Regions from separate parts of the Mus musculus genome. Here region 1 is linked to region 2. A link is a contact called in public Hi-C data. All regions are on one chromosome and are shown on one strand. Each heading gives the region's core, a stretch centred on a gene start, on an enhancer-like site or on the middle of the called end of the contact. The rest is flanking DNA. Distances are from core to core; before and after follow the strand shown. Region 1 has its middle 12 kb from the start of A930014E01Rik. Region 2 has its middle 54 kb from the start of Pmp2.

Evidence for each region. A called contact is a pair of places that touch in the nucleus more often than the background predicts.
Region 1: a contact with region 2 is called in a Hi-C map of liver, with 4 times the contacts expected there. The contact joins two enhancer-like sites. A contact is called at or near these places in 8 of 484 Hi-C or Micro-C datasets (cerebral cortex, embryonic fibroblasts, epidermal suprabasal cells and 3 more) and 2 of 9 other capture datasets (adipose tissue and embryonic stem cells).

The regions. Positions count from the first base shown.
Region 1 is chr3:10,283,161-10,288,084 of GRCm38.p6, reverse strand. It overlaps a transcript of Fabp12 not described here. Among named protein-coding and RNA genes, the nearest start is that of A930014E01Rik, 12 kb to the left of the region's middle. Within about 2 kb of position 2,999, at least 13 of the 459 cell types and tissues checked have an H3K27ac peak or open chromatin away from gene starts, as enhancers often do. A contact at or near this core is called in liver, where this site is marked.
Region 2 is chr3:10,127,285-10,131,582 of GRCm38.p6, reverse strand. No RefSeq gene overlaps it. Among named protein-coding and RNA genes, the nearest start is that of Pmp2, 54 kb to the left of the region's middle. Within about 2 kb of position 2,197, at least 3 of the 459 cell types and tissues checked have an H3K27ac peak or open chromatin away from gene starts, as enhancers often do. A contact at or near this core is called in liver, where this site is marked.

The DNA.
Region 1 (4,924 bases), core at 1,750-4,249, 160 kb before region 2:
AAGGGGAGTAAGAGCAAGAGAGCAAGAGGAGTGAGAGAGTGAGGAGGGGCCAAACAGCCCCTCTTATAGTGGGCTGCTTTATCTTACTGTTGCTAGGTAACTGGGGAGGAGTTTAGCTTGAAGATCAGAAGCTTGGGACATTGCTTATGTGACTGTTAGCCATGCTTCTCCTGTGGGAGCTGTGGGGGCTGTGGGGGCTGTGGGGGCTGTGGGGTCTGTAACTTTGACAGGAGCCAGAATTCCAGGAGACATGAGAGAACTCCTTCTGTCCCACGTAGGTGAATTATCACCACAGGGTCCAGGGGTTCCACCTCAGCTGGACTGGAGACCAGATTGTCTTTGCCTAGCCCAATGCCCCATCTTACGTTATTTAAAAACAAACAAACAAAAAAACAAATAAGCAAACAAACAAACCTAAGACCATCATCTGGCTCATTGCTCTATTTTTAATTTTTCTCATTGTTTTATTTTTTTAAATTCTATTAAAATGTGACTCAAAGATGAAGGAGATAGCTCAGTTGTAAAAGTGCTTGTGGGTAGTCATGAGGACCTGATTCAATCCTTAGAACTCACATTAAAAAGTTGGGTGTGCTGACATATAGTTGTAATCCTGGCATTTGGAGGGTGGAGAAAAATCCTAGTCTACTTGGCAAGCTAGTCCAAAGAAAGAGCTTGTCTGCAAAACCAAAGTAGACCATGCTTGAAAAATGGCACGCATAATTGTTTGGTCTCCACATGTATACTAAATACACTGTTATGGCTAGTCCTGTGTCAACTTGATACAAACTAGAGTATTCTGAAAAGAGGAAATTGTAACTGAAAAAATGCCTCCATAATTTCCAAGGACATTTTCTGAATTAGTGATTGACGGGGGAGGGCCCAACCCATTGTGGTGGTGCAGTCCCGGGCTGGTGGTTGTAGTGGTGGGTATTTCATCCACATTGAGCTCCGGGCAGGTCTCGAAGTTCTGCACTCGCCCAGGAGCTCTGGCTTCATGAATGAAACACACACGCATATGCACACGCACAGTGATATTTTTAATATGCCTTACTAGCTCAACGGCTGGGCATTTCCACACCTCCCTGCGGCTAGCACACACTCCCCTCCAGTATTCCTGAGTTAACACTTTCTAAATCTGCATTTTTATCTTTGCTGCCCTGCTGCTTTCTGGGCAGCCTTCCCGTGGGGTGGGGCCACGTTTTCTTTCTACCTGCATTTCAGCCACTTAGCCTGTTCCTTCACAGCATGGTCAGTTCTACCCCCCTCTCGTGACAGAATTCCTTCTTCCCACCCCAACCCCCACCCCAAGTTTCTTGCCTGGAAATTCTAAAAGTTCTGCCTCTTTCACTCTGCCCAGCCACTGGACATTGCTCTTTATTGATTAATCAAAAATCAGTTGGGGACACGGACCCTCAGCATCTGCACATGAAAATTCCCATGTCATTTGAGGAGGTAAATTAAGATAAAGTTTTACAACCAGTGCCCTGGTTTTGGGTTCTATAAGAAAGAGCACTGAGCACGCTAGTAAGCAGCACCTTTCCATGGCCTCTGCATCAGCTCCTGCCTCCAGGCCAGGTTCCTGTTAAGTTCCTGCCCTGATTTCCTTTGATGAAGTGCAAGACTAATAAAACTTCTCTCCAGCTTCCTTATTGGCCATAGTGTCTCATCGCAGCAATAGAAACCCTAACTAAGACACATAGACAGATGTCTAACTAAGACACAAAATACAGAAAAAAATTCTTTTAAGGTAAAGAGTAATAGAAGAGCCACATTTTAACTATAGAATATGATGTTGCTCTAGTTGGTACTAATTGGCAGTATCAAGTGTGATAACACATGTGTGTGACCCAAGCACTTTGGAGAGCAGAGCACAAGGGACAAGGGTCATGAATGTGAGGTCAGACTGAGTGACATGGTGATGAGAGAGAGAGAGAGAGAGAGAGAGAGAGAGAGAGAGAGAGAGAGAGAAATGAATGAATCAATCAAGTTTACTGGGCACATTCCAGACCCCTTCTATTGATCCTCTGTTGGCTTTACAGGCTCCCAGCCATGATCACACTGAACATGGGTTTTGTGAAAATTAAACTAAATATTCATATATTCCTAAAGCAGGAATGGCTTATGAGCCCCCCAGCTCCCTTGCATTTCCATTGAGACATTTGAGAAGGGTGTAGGAGCTGGTGCTTTTCTCTCGTTTCCTATCCCAGAAACAGCACCACGAGCCTCCTGAACCCAAGTCTGCCCAGTGTTTTCAATTCATATTATGTCCCACATCCGCATGAGTTACAAATATTTAGGGAAAAATGTGATCCTAACGCAGGCATGGTGGTGGAGGCAGGAGTGCTCTCTCTCTCTCTCTCTCTCCCTCTCCCTCTCCCTCCGCCTCTCCCTCTCCCCCTCCCTCCCTCCCTCTCTCTCTCTCTCTCTCTCTCTCTCTCTCTCTCTCTCTCTCTCTCCTTTATTTATCTAACTATTCCATAAGATACCTAAAAGAAGTGGCTATCTAATTAATCTACTCTGTGCCAGGCAGTACTTGAGGCATTTATGACACCAGGGAACAAAATAGAGTAGAAAACTCGACTGTGCTTTGTGGGGTCTGACTGTAGCACTAGAAGCCACCTGGTTCACTTTTCTTTATTGTCAAGACCCTACTTCCAATATCATTTACTTTTAACTCTTCCAGCAAGCTAACAAGTGTCTTCCTTCTCCTCTGACTCGTCTGCTCTGTCCAGTCGTCCCAGTAAGTGCGTTGAGGTACAAGTCTGCAGTTTAAGTCTCTCCCACAGCCCCCCTGTGCCAGAGGAGTGCATGAACTCTCTAAGGCACGCCTGTGCGCTGGCCTTCTCATCCTCCTGACGACCTCTTATAACACTTCCCAGCGTACTGAAATTCTTCCAACTGCCCTGAGGGAGCTGGCTCACTCTCTCACCTGGAACTGTGATAGTCACTTTCTGATTGGAATATGCTTGCCTCATTCTCTGAGTAGCTATTGAAATGTCATGTTCTTGTGGAAGCCTTTTATAAATCCCAGAGATTGGGCAAGGGCCACTGTGTTGACCATCTCTGGCATCATGAGCCAGACTTCATCTAGCCTTTGACACACATTACTCTGATGGTGCATTTGCCTATCTGAGCTTTAAATGGAATTACAAAAGTGCTGTGAGGGGGACCTGATGGCCTTGTTTTCTGCTGTATCATGCTCTATAAAGGAAGGTACAGGAACATGCATACATGGGAAAAATGAATGCTTGGAGGGACACTATCCACATGCCACTGTGGAAATAGGAGCTACAAAGATAGTGAGAGGAAATGCCCTTTTCCCTCTTTCTTAACAAATTAAAAATAATTATGGAACTAAAGAATAAAAATTTAGTTGCATATTGTGTTTTTACCTATGCATTTCCTAGGACGTGCATGATAAATTAATTTCCTTTTCATTTTGGAAGGAGAAACCAACCTTTCAGTAGCCTTTAAATGTTTAAATTACTTTTTTTTTTTTTGGTGTGTTCATGAAGGTATTTATGTATACATGCAGGTGCACACCCATGCACATAGAGGTCAGAGGACAACTTGTAGGAGTAACTTTTCTCCTTTCACATAAAGGTTCCTAGAATTGAACTCTGGTCAGTCAGGCTTGGTGGCAAGTGCCTTTATCTACTGACCTATCTTGCTAGGCTTCTTAGCAATGTTTTATCTTAAGTTTCCGATTCCCAAATATTGGTTATTCCCAAGAGAACAGCTAGAAAACACACTGAGTGTTATGAAGTGGATTATCTTCCTCAGCACTCACAGGTTGAATTCCTATGCCCAGGCCGCAAAGCGTGATGGCATTCAGAGGCAAGGCCAGAATAGGTAAAGGATGCTCAACGAGGCCGTTCTGTGCACCTCAATGACAGTATCCCTATAAGAGGAGGAGGAGGATGCCGGGGATATACCGCCTGGCCATGCAAGCCAAGACCATGCAAATTTGTCTCAGAACGTTTGGCCTCCAGAACTGTGAGAAAGAAATGTCATTTTGTTCTTTAAGCTAGCCAATGTACGGAGATTTGTTACATAACTTTAGCAAACTAATATCTAAAATCAAAATAGGTCAGTTTATAGCTTGTAATTCTCCAAACTGAACTATGGGATGGGGTACTGGTGCATTTTGCCATGGGTGTCCTTCCCTGTGGCGGGTGTTAGGGAGTACTTGCCCTGCTGGTTCTGAGTATGTGTTAGAAAACTGTACTTAGACTCAGGTGAATGCACAGATGCATCCTGAGCCTTCCACAGGGACGACACGTAGACTTAGTTATTGATCATCTCTGTGTTGCCACATGGGTCCCAGGATCTTAGCAACTCACAAGGTTTTTCAGGTTTCCAGTGTGTAAATCCCCCAGGCTTACAGCCCAGGAATAATTGTGACTCATCCTTTTCTTCTTTACCACCTACATAATTAATAGAGAATGACAAGTTCCTGTAGGTCCTTATTTCAACATGCCTCTTTCACCCATGCGTCCCTTGTTTCTTTTGCAGGGTCATCTGTTTTGGGCTTCTAAGCTTCAGGTCAGCCATTTCGAAACTCCCCAGTCCTCTGCACCTGTGTGTGTGCTTCTGTCTTCCCCTTCCAGCGTCTTCCAAGAAGCAGTGCTTCACAAAGCACTCCTTTCAGCTCCTTGCTGAGGAGCCTGGTGCTTTCCCGCATTTAGAAATTAAAACACTCTTCACCTGCAACATTTCCTAGACCCGGGAGGACAGCAGATTGTCCTGTGTGAGTGGGTAGATGACACCAGAGCTGATTAAGATAATGAATGGCTCTCTCTGTATCAATCCAGAATGTTTCCCCAGGACTTACACTACGTCTTCTAAATTCCATCTGGCCAGCTTCCTCCCTGTTTCTTAAACCTTCTGCTCACTGCCAACTCCACACCAGTTTCCTCATACT
Region 2 (4,298 bases), core at 948-3,447:
GGAGTTGCTAAGAGTCAACCAGCTACAGATAGCCAGACACGTGTCCAAGCACGCCATCGTCAGTGCCGCTGAACTCAAGCATTGTGCTTCTTTGGCTGTGAAAACCTTCATGAAATAATTAATTGAAATAATCCTTGCTTCATAAAAAGTCAAGAAGCTAATGCTTGTGCTTCTCTGTGCATAGAGGACATGAGAGTCTCTCCCTCAGGTCAGTGCTGGGAGAAGGATATGAGAGTCTCTCCCTCAGGTCAGTGCTGTGCATAGAGGACAAGAGAGCCTCTCCCTCAGTCAGTTCTGGGAAAAGGGAATTAGAGGTTGCGGAAATACTTGTTTTTCCAGTGTTTTTGCCTGAGGTTAGCTGACAGCACCCACTTGTTTCCCAAACTTTCAGGCCCTTGTAGTATCTCCCAGCACACCTTGGTCTGGAGGATCAGTGTTGCTCCTAGAGAAGCAAGGTTTCAGTATGCCTGCCCTATCCCAACCGGTCAAACTTATCTGTGCCTTTCTGCCTCCCCTCTAACCTTGTCATCATATGCATTTTCACTTTCTGACTTCATTGTTCTTTAAGCCCTCCTGTTTCTAGAAAGTTCCATGTCTACTGCAGCCTCAGGACCTCTGAGCTATTCCTTCTCCCCCTCTCCCAAACCACCCTTCTTCAAGTGAATCACTCTACTAGCTCTCTGTCTGTATCTTTATTCAATGGCTCCTCAATGACACCACAATACCCAACTTAAGATCAAAACTCACATCTCCCTCGTTGCCTACTGCATTCCTACATTGTTCTTAGAACTTTACTTAACTCTCACAGGTTTGCTTCATTTCCTACAAGAATATTTGCTTATTGTTGATGTTAGTGATATACTTGGCATGTAGAAGACACTTAACCCACCAGGGAAGGAAGGATTTCATAGCCAGCCTGATAGCAAGGCTCCTGTCTTACTCTCTAGTCCTGGGCTTGCTTTAGCAACTACTCCTCAGTATTAGCACTTAGATATTAACTCTGTCCTCTTCTCTTGGGACATAGATCCTGACCCTGAGCCCCTGCCTCTTTTCCCTCCTATCACATTCTGGCAGACTTGTCCTTACCACTCCATGAGCTTCTGAGTACTTCTATAGCTGGATATCCTCACAACCCAATGGTTGTGTCACATGTAACATTGTAACATGTGCTTTCATAAGACCATGCATTGCCTACTCTATGTGATCATCAAATTGCTATTTAGGAGGCTTTAATATCCTATTAATCATGAAATCTTCTAGGAACAGAAAATGAAGGGAATATGGTCTCAGCCTCAGATATCTGAAACTTAGTGTCCCATTTTGGCTTCGATCTTTGATTCTTTCTAATCAGGTCTGCTTTTTCTTTTTGTTTGGTTGTTGTTGTTGTTGTATTGGTTTTATTTGTTCGTTTGTGAATTTTTTGTTTGTTTTGATAAACAATCCACTATGCAGTCATGTCTTGCCTGTACCGTGCTATATAGACCAGGTTGGCCTCAAACTCATAGATCTACCTGCCTCTGCCTCCCAAGTGCTAGGATTAAATGCAAGTGCCACCATACCCTGTCTTTGGTTGGCAGCATCTTATGTGATTCCTGCCTCAGCCTCCAGTCTGTTGTGTTACAGGTGTGTGTCCTGTCCTTGGGAGTTCTGTCCATCTCTCAAGATGAAGCTCGTCCTTCAGGAGCAAATTATCTCTGCAATGCCTTCATACTATTCTAAGGAACAAGGTCTGAAGTTAGAAGTCAGCCCTACTTGGTGTCCATTGCAAGAAATTCAGGCACTGAGCTCTACCACAAACCCTTTGTGCTGAGTTTATTCCTATTACCTTCCCTTTTGCCTGCCTTCAGGGATACTACTTCCAACCATAAACATAGAACATCTCATGTAACAAGCCACTCTTCCCTCCCCTTTCACCTTTATGGTATCCTTCAATTATCAACTGAGGCAACACTAAACTTGTTCAAACATCCCAGGAGTTAACTATCACAAGCCAGAAACTCCCCCTGGCTCAGAAGTGGAGAAGGGTGGGCCTTCCTGTGCTGCTTCTCCCTTTATACAGGTCACTGTTCCAACACTTTTATCCTCGTCTAGTTCTTCAATTACTGAAAAACATTCATTTCTCTGAAGAGCCGGCACATCCAAAAGTATCATGAAATGTACTTTGTTTCATGAAACAGAAATCAATGGTTGCTCAGAAGTCAAATCTGGATCCAATGTGAAGGTGACCTAAGCCCAGCAGATCCAAGACTAGCAAATAATCCTTTCTGTCAATCCTGACCTGGTTATAGTCACAACCCGTAACATCATAGGTCCTTAAGTCCTCTGCATCATCAGACACTGACCATTCCTCTCCTTTGTAAAGAACCCCTCTCTGGTTTCTATGGCTACACCCTCAGCACTCCACTCCCACCATGACACTCTATGCTCTCTCTACTCAATCTTCAGTCCGTAGTTTCCTGTCTCTTTCGCTGACATGTCTCCTGATCTCATTTAAAGCTGCAATCATCACTCCTAAAGAAGACCATTCCTAACGCAGTTTCAGCTTTGGCATTGTTTTTCGAGCTTTGGGGACACATTCCAATGACTTGGTCTTCATCACCATGCAATTATCAATGCTGATGCCCTCAATGACATCTTTAAGCCAAACTCATTTCCCAGAAGCTGTTCCTGCTCTTCTGTCTTTTGCCATAATAAACGCCATCTGGGTATATTCATCTTTGCAGAAAGAAGCCATTGTGTAATCCACACCTCCTTTAGTTAGCTAATCCTGTTAGCTCAGCCTCTATCTATTGGCCATAACCACTGCCATCCTGGTGAGTGCCTTCGAATCCAGGCATCTGTTTCATCAGTGGTCCCTGTAAGACAGGGTACCTTGCTCTTACATCCCCATCCTTCATCCACTTATGCAGAGTCCAACATTCTCCAGTGCAATTATCCTCAGTGCCTTCCTGAACTGGCTGAAGTTCTCTTTGGTTGCCTTTCAAGCCTTTGCCAGCCACCTCACAGGGCCGGAGTGCTGGTCATGCTTTTTACATATGGTTTCCTATAGATTCACAAACCTCAAAGCACTTTAAGCACCTTGGTTTTGGTTTGGTTTGGTTTTGGTTTTGGCTTTTCTCTTTTTGCTTGCTCTTTTTTAGAAAGGATTTCTTTGTGTAGCCCCGGCTATCCTGGAACTCGCTCAGTAGACCAGGCTAGTCTTGAACTTAGAGCCTCCTCTGCCTCCCAAGGTCTAGGATTAAATGTGTGTACCACCATTGCCTGGCTAAGCACCCTATTCTTTTTGTCTAGAATAGTCTCATTCTTCTACTTTGTCTGCTGATTGCTACATCCTGGTCCATTACCAGCTTAACTGCCCCCCTACTGTAACTCCCCAAGTCTTTCTTTTCAAAACTGTTTACTTGTTGATTTATTTAGGGAGAGTTGCAATGACATACACATGTAGAGATCAGAGGACAACTTTCAGAAGCCGGTTCTCTCCTCACACTGTGTATGTCTTGAGATGAAACTCAGGTGATTAGCTTGGTGGCAATTGACATTACCTGTTGAGCCACCTTTCTTTCTTTCACCATGTTGTGCATTAAGGTATGACTAGCAGAGGCCAGACCTCCTTCTCTGTGTTCCCCTGGATCTCTATACTGTGGAAATTTCCAGTACTGGAGTTTGATCATATTCAGAACCTGACTCAGTGCTTGACAGACAGCAGGAATCAGGGAGATGATTTGCTTTGGTCATGTTTCCTGAAGCCTCATCACTTGTTGAGTTCTTTTTTCAGTGTTGGCAATGCATTAGTAGGGAGGAGGCATTAGACCAGACATCACCTGAGCAGAGTTTCCAGTTTATGGGAATTGCAACAGACAACTACAAATAACATCAGTGCACCCAGTGACCTTCAACATCGATGAGTTTTCACGTGACCATCTGGGTTCTTCCAGGTACAGCAGGGTTTGCAGTTGCATTGTTAGGCAAGCTCAACAGGCCTGGAAATGAGGGTAACATTTGTCTGCTTAGAAAAGAGGGAAGTAGGGCAACTGTTAGTGGCACTCTGGTTAATGGAATTGATGCTGAGATTTTTCCATAACACCGTCCCTTAGGAAGCACACATTGCAGACTGCTTGCTAATTCTTATTGTCATAGCGTGGCTCCTTAATTCACAGGGCTAATTTGCCTTTAGCATTTGTCTTACCTGAAAGCACCACAATGTGATTGCTAAAACACTCCGGTTAAAAGGACCGAGACAAATCATGACAGCAGATGGTGGTTTGTGTACCCCAAACTGTGATCAGGATTAGAATCAC